2 separate regions of the Zea mays genome follow, and region 2 is linked to region 1. A link is a contact called in public Hi-C data. All regions are on one chromosome and are shown on one strand. Each heading gives the region's core, a stretch centred on a gene start, on an enhancer-like site or on the middle of the called end of the contact. The rest is flanking DNA. Distances are from core to core; before and after follow the strand shown. Region 1 holds the start of LOC100281917 (RING-H2 finger protein ATL2K). Region 2 holds the start of LOC100282833 (heat- and acid-stable phosphoprotein).

The links. Hi-C and Micro-C count contacts between places; a contact is called where the count stands out from the background.
Region 2: a Hi-C map of tassel shows a contact between it and region 1, with 2.3 times the contacts expected there. The contact joins the promoter of LOC100282833 here to the promoter of LOC100281917 in region 1. A contact is called at or near these places in 4 of 25 Hi-C or Micro-C datasets (bundle sheath, leaf and tassel).

The regions. Positions count from the first base shown.
Region 1 is chr8:180,426,712-180,429,411 of Zm-B73-REFERENCE-NAM-5.0, forward strand. It overlaps LOC100281917 (RING-H2 finger protein ATL2K), which reads right to left and starts at 1,330. Exons shown (of 1, transcript NM_001154836.2): 1 at 254-1,330. The coding sequence starts at 1,158. The coding sequence ends at 445.
Region 2 is chr8:180,768,607-180,771,306 of Zm-B73-REFERENCE-NAM-5.0, forward strand. It overlaps LOC100282833 (heat- and acid-stable phosphoprotein), which reads left to right and starts at 1,312. Exons shown (of 8, transcript NM_001155739.2): 1 at 1,312-1,600; 2 at 2,394-2,431. The coding sequence starts at 1,534.

The DNA of each region.
Region 1 (2,700 bases), core at 80-2,579:
AATTTTGGAACTATATATATACAGCACATACTCTAGTATGGGCCACATTGCTTTAACTTTATTGTCACATAGCTTTATCCACTCCATGGTTTCACTTTCACATATCTTTTTTTTTCACACAGCAAAGGTGTAGGACAAAAAACTTGAAGCTTCGCATCCATGCCTTGCAGCCTGCTAATTAAGCAGCGAAACTCGAGCGAAATATATAGTGGACAAAAAAAAGGGATTGAGTTCAAATTTGAACTAAATTGTAGAGATTCGAACCATACCAATTCTTTTGAAATGGGCTCTTACATTCATCAAAAAAAGTCAAGAGCTCACAGTCACAGACCTGTCTTACTACTGCACCACTCACGCAAATGCGGGATATACAAATGATGTGGAGAACGACCAGACTAAAAAGGCCGCCTTTCTTTCCTTTTTTTTCTAATAAAAAACAATAGGCTAATTATTGACGGCAACAGAATGCTGCTGCCGTTCCAAGTCGTCCAAGTCCCCGGCGTCGGCGTGTGGCCTCCGCGGCGCCGGCCTCTCCCTGCTGAGCATCTTCATCAGCGACGCGCAGGCACCGATCCCCCTCTCCGGCGTGGAGCTGCCGGCCTCCTCCTTGACGGCGTCCTGCACCACCTTCTCCGCCTGCACGAACAGAGCCGATGAGCTCAGTGCCGGCGGCGGCGGCGGCTCGACCTCGGCGCGGCAGACCGGGCACGACGAGCTGGACGCGAACCAGGTGTCGACGCAGGGGACGTGGAACACGTGGCCGCAGGCCGGGAGCGCCCGCACCAGCTCGCCTTCCTGCACGGCGCCGAGGCAGATGGTGCACTCGGCGCCATCGTCGGCGCCGCCCGCGTCCCTGTAGAGGACGGTCGGCAGCGCCGCGACGGCCGCGGGATCCAGCCCGCGCTTCGGGGCCGCCGCCGCCGCCGCGGCGGCCGTGGTCGTCGGCAGCACTGCCGCCGCGCGGCGGCGGTTGCGGCGGCGCACGTGGCAGACGTAGAGGTGGAGGAAGAGGGCGAGGCCGAGCACGGACACGAACGCGGCGACCGCGGTGGTGACGAGCCGCGCGTTGTGGCTTATCCCCGCCGCCGACCGGGTCCGTGCACCGCTGCCGAACCACGCGGACCCCGGGTCGCTCGCCTTCGTCGTCGTCGTCGACATGGTATCTGTCGTATCGTGTCTGTCCTAGCTCCCGCAGGTCAGCAGCACGCGCGCGGTCCTCTCTAGCTCCTCGGCGTGTCGGAGCAGGTAGTACGTACGGTACGAGCCAAGTTGCTCGGTTGGGTTGGTTGGTGAGTGAGAAGTGAGAAGCGACAACAATGGGTGGCGCGGTTTGGTGGGCGGGGTTGGCAGCAGCACCCCCCGCCTGCTTTTATAATAAGCTTAAGCAGCAGAGCAGCGTCCGCGCGCCGCTAATGGTTTGCTTTGGCACATAGGTTTCAGACTGGGGCCTGCCTGGGCATGGGCGGTGCGTAGTGGGCAGGCAGCACAGCGCGGCAGCTTCGGATGTCTGTCAACTCATGTCATGTGTGCAATGGTGGGGCGACGTTCGGTGCCTGAAAGCGATGCTGCATGCCGCGTGCTGCGGGTATATTTGAAGAGAATATATTTGGTGCACTTGAATTTAGTGTATATATTGCATATATTAAATCAGTATTATCTATTTTAATTTAACATTTTTAGTTGTTTGATATATTTTACTAAAGACGTTCTACAACGTGGTGGGATGTAGTCGTGAAAGATGTTATTTTTAAATTGCAATGATCAATAAGAGACGTCAAAACTAAGATGAATGGTGATAATTTAATATGTGCATTATGTACAGCAAGCTTCGATGTCCATCAGATATATCCTTGAAATTTCGACGTGGCCATTGGCGTTGCGCCCCACCTCTCCCTTTTTCTTCCCCTGGGCTCGACGAGACGTGACGCCGTGACGGGACTGCGACGATGCGAATCGCGCGCAAAGAAACTTGCTTAGCCTCGGAGGTAAAGGTCCAGGAGAGGAGCCGGGAATAGTTCGCCGATCGATGGTTTCTGGCCGATATGGATCATGGATGGGAGGAGAGTCTCTGCGAATACTCGTACGTATTATTGCGTGGTGCCAAGCGGTGACACTCGGCAGCCGGTGGTCGGTCGTCTACTGAAGGCTCCTCACCGTCGCGCTGGTGACACTGACCGGTGTAACTACAGTACAAAAACCGAGTTCGTAACTGAGGGCCGGCCAGTTGTCACTCACTCACTCGGTCACCTGTCCTGCACACACATCCAGTTCTCCTCCTCCAGCTTTTCTCGTGTCTACACCGACAGGGACAAAAGGCCCTTCCCTCATCCGAATCCTGCTTCTCTCGTGCCCTCACAAGTTTCAGCACACACACACACACATCTATACTATCTATTAAGAACGCAAGGGGTAGGCTGCCTCCCCTGGTTCTGCCTCCGGGTAATCTGGACCGTTCGTTTGCCTCCGGGTAATCTGGACCGTTCGTTTCATCCAGGCGATCCGACCCGTTCTGCCTCCCAACCGTGGACGTACATCCCCGCGCCAAAAAATACATCTTAGTGCGGTACCAGAGGAATTAGTCTGAGCAACAAACAATCCACGCCAACGTTTATAAGCCACGTTTGGTCTGTCTTAGTGGCCGGTATGGTACTAATCTAATAAATCCCATAACAGTGCCTGCGTGCAGCCCAGTGGTTCGTG
Region 2 (2,700 bases), core at 62-2,561, 340 kb after region 1:
ACGGTCCAACGAAGCGTTGGGTTGGATGTTGAAGGTGCAATGATTATATATCTCCTTGAGGTTATATATAGGATCCTAACCGACTATTATAGGTCTATAAGAGTTGACTAACATATTAAGAGAGTTGGGACTTATCTCTAGTAGCTTTAGCTACACCCACATGGTTAAAAGGATATGAAAGTGCATCAATACCTTTGTGGGTTTTAGTGGGTTGAGTGAAAACACTATCAAAGGACTAATCAATTTTCACTAGTGATGAACATTAAATTAAGTATAAAGCATATGTCTTAGGCATGCAAGGTTCAACCTAACAGAACAATGATGGTATTCTACAAAAGATGAAATGGTTATATGAATATAGAATATCACAAGCAATATGAGAAAGCAAACAAGATGAGCATAATTAGCATGAGACTTAAAAAGACTATGAATTGGAGAAGTCCCAAGCAAAGAAGGTTTGCTTATGGGCAAAGGATATTCAGTGTACATTCAAGGTGCTATGACTTAAGAAAAGCTTGATAAGATGAAGATAGCAAGGAAAGAACTTCGAGTGACTAAACATAGGAGAAGTTCAAGAGGACTAAAATACCAAGGCTAATATGAGATCATGCTATGTAGAGTGATCTTTGTTGAAAAAATATAAAGTATAAGATAGACATTGATTAGGTTGGTATTCAATGAGATATGACTTGGAGATAGTTTGATAAATTGAGGACAAGGCATAAAAGGGCTTCCCTGGCAAGGCGAAGGTCAAAGCAAGTGATGCTACAATATTAAACCTAATTATTTTATGATTATACAATAAATTTGCTAGTCACAAATTATTTTTTTTTCTTAAAAATGTCTCTTTTTTAGTCTTTAGTTAGACTATATTTAATAATTATATTTGACATCCAAACAGTTAACGTCTAGAACCAAACACCCGTTAAAACTAAGATTACCGTTTGAGTGGAGAAAAACGACACTAGGAAAAGAGTTCCACATGGCTGTGTAAAAAGCGATTAACAGTGAGAGGAAAACAAAACGATGCGTCAAACAATGGATAATGTAACTCCACATCGATGAATAGTTGAATACCTTCAACCTAGATTCCTATTTCGATTTTTCTAAATTTCAACAGTTCTATCTTATTCTCTATTTTATCTTCTAATTTAAATTCCAAACAATAAAACAATATTTTATATTCACGATATGCTCAACCCAACCTAAGCCGGAATAGGAGGTTGCTGGAACAGCGCACGTGTTGCCGTCTTGGCGACCCGTTTTGTGGCCTCCATAGCGGGCATCTTGCAAAGTCGCAACCGCACCGCACCGCACCGCACCGTTTCGCGGGCTCTCGAGTCTGGAGGGCCGAACCGCCGCCCCGCGATTCCCAGCCCACCATTGTATTATGGGGTGCGGTAGGTTTCCGATTCCTTCTGCGCTTTTCACGGTGCCCACCCAGCGTGCAACCTAGGCGAGAACCGCCTCCCCCTCCGCTCCTTCCAGCTCGCTCTGTAATCTGCATCAGCCTCGCCCGCCGCCGTCGCCGCCATGGGGAGGGGAAAGTTCAAGGGGAAGCCCACAGGCCGCCGCAACTTCTCCACACCCGAGGAGATCGGTAACGATGCGCCCGCCTGCCCACCTTTCTGTTTGGTCCCGTTTGTGGTCGAATTCGATTTCTTGTCTGGAGCGTGACGCGGTGAGCCTAGGCGACTGCTCGATCTGATGATTCCGGGGTGAGCTAATTCTTCACCGGGTTTGCGTGGCCGAGCAGAATTTAAATTGTCTAGTAGCTTGTCGCGAGTTACCACTTGAGATTCCCGCTTTTAGTCTGCGCCTCGGGGTTTTCGTGTACTGGTAGGATTTGATGGTGCCTCGGATCGTTGGAGGAACGATGATTTGTTGATCTAGTTGTTCGATTTGGAGGCTTACCTACCTGTGTTTGCACTTACAGTTTGGTTCGTAATTGTGTTTCAAACGTTTGGTTGCTTCTATTCATCCAGCAATGATGCAGTAGGACAACTTGGCTTTATTTTCCCTTCACTGTCAGAGATCTTCACCGAAAAGGGTTTGTGTGAAGTTTAAACGCAGTGGTATATCAATTAGCACACTGTATCTGGCCTCAGATGAAGCTCTAGAGGCTGAATACAGGAAAGAAATGCTACACTTAGGGCTTGTTTGGTTTCTATACTAGTCTGGGCAGGCTTAGCCAGCCATATCGTTCAGTCTTAGGCATAGGAAAATGGACACCTGAGATCTTTGCCTGCAACAGGCATATTCCCCCCGCTGCAAAGCAAACCTGCCCTTAGCCTCTTCTTGTTTCGTTAATTGCTACCTTGGGATATGGAATGGCTACTGAGAATTTTTTGGCTTGTTTCTTATAACCTTTTTTACCCTCCAAATAATTGCAGCTGCTGGTACTTCAGGTCGGCCACGCACCTTTAAGAAGGTCTGTACTATTCTTTCAATTAATTTGTTGCGCATGATGAGTGCTACTTCTATTCCTCGTGATCTTTTTTCACTCCTACGAGTGAAAATGGATTTCTTCATCACTTGATTTGGATAATATCAAATACAATTTTCTCCAACTCATATTTCTTCTCCATGGATGGTCACTTTCTAGAATGGGTACAGTGATTCGATAATTTTATGGAGTAATTATGTTTGGTGTGGACTGTGGAAAATTTGTGTTATGTCCCTTATTGCAATTTAAATTCA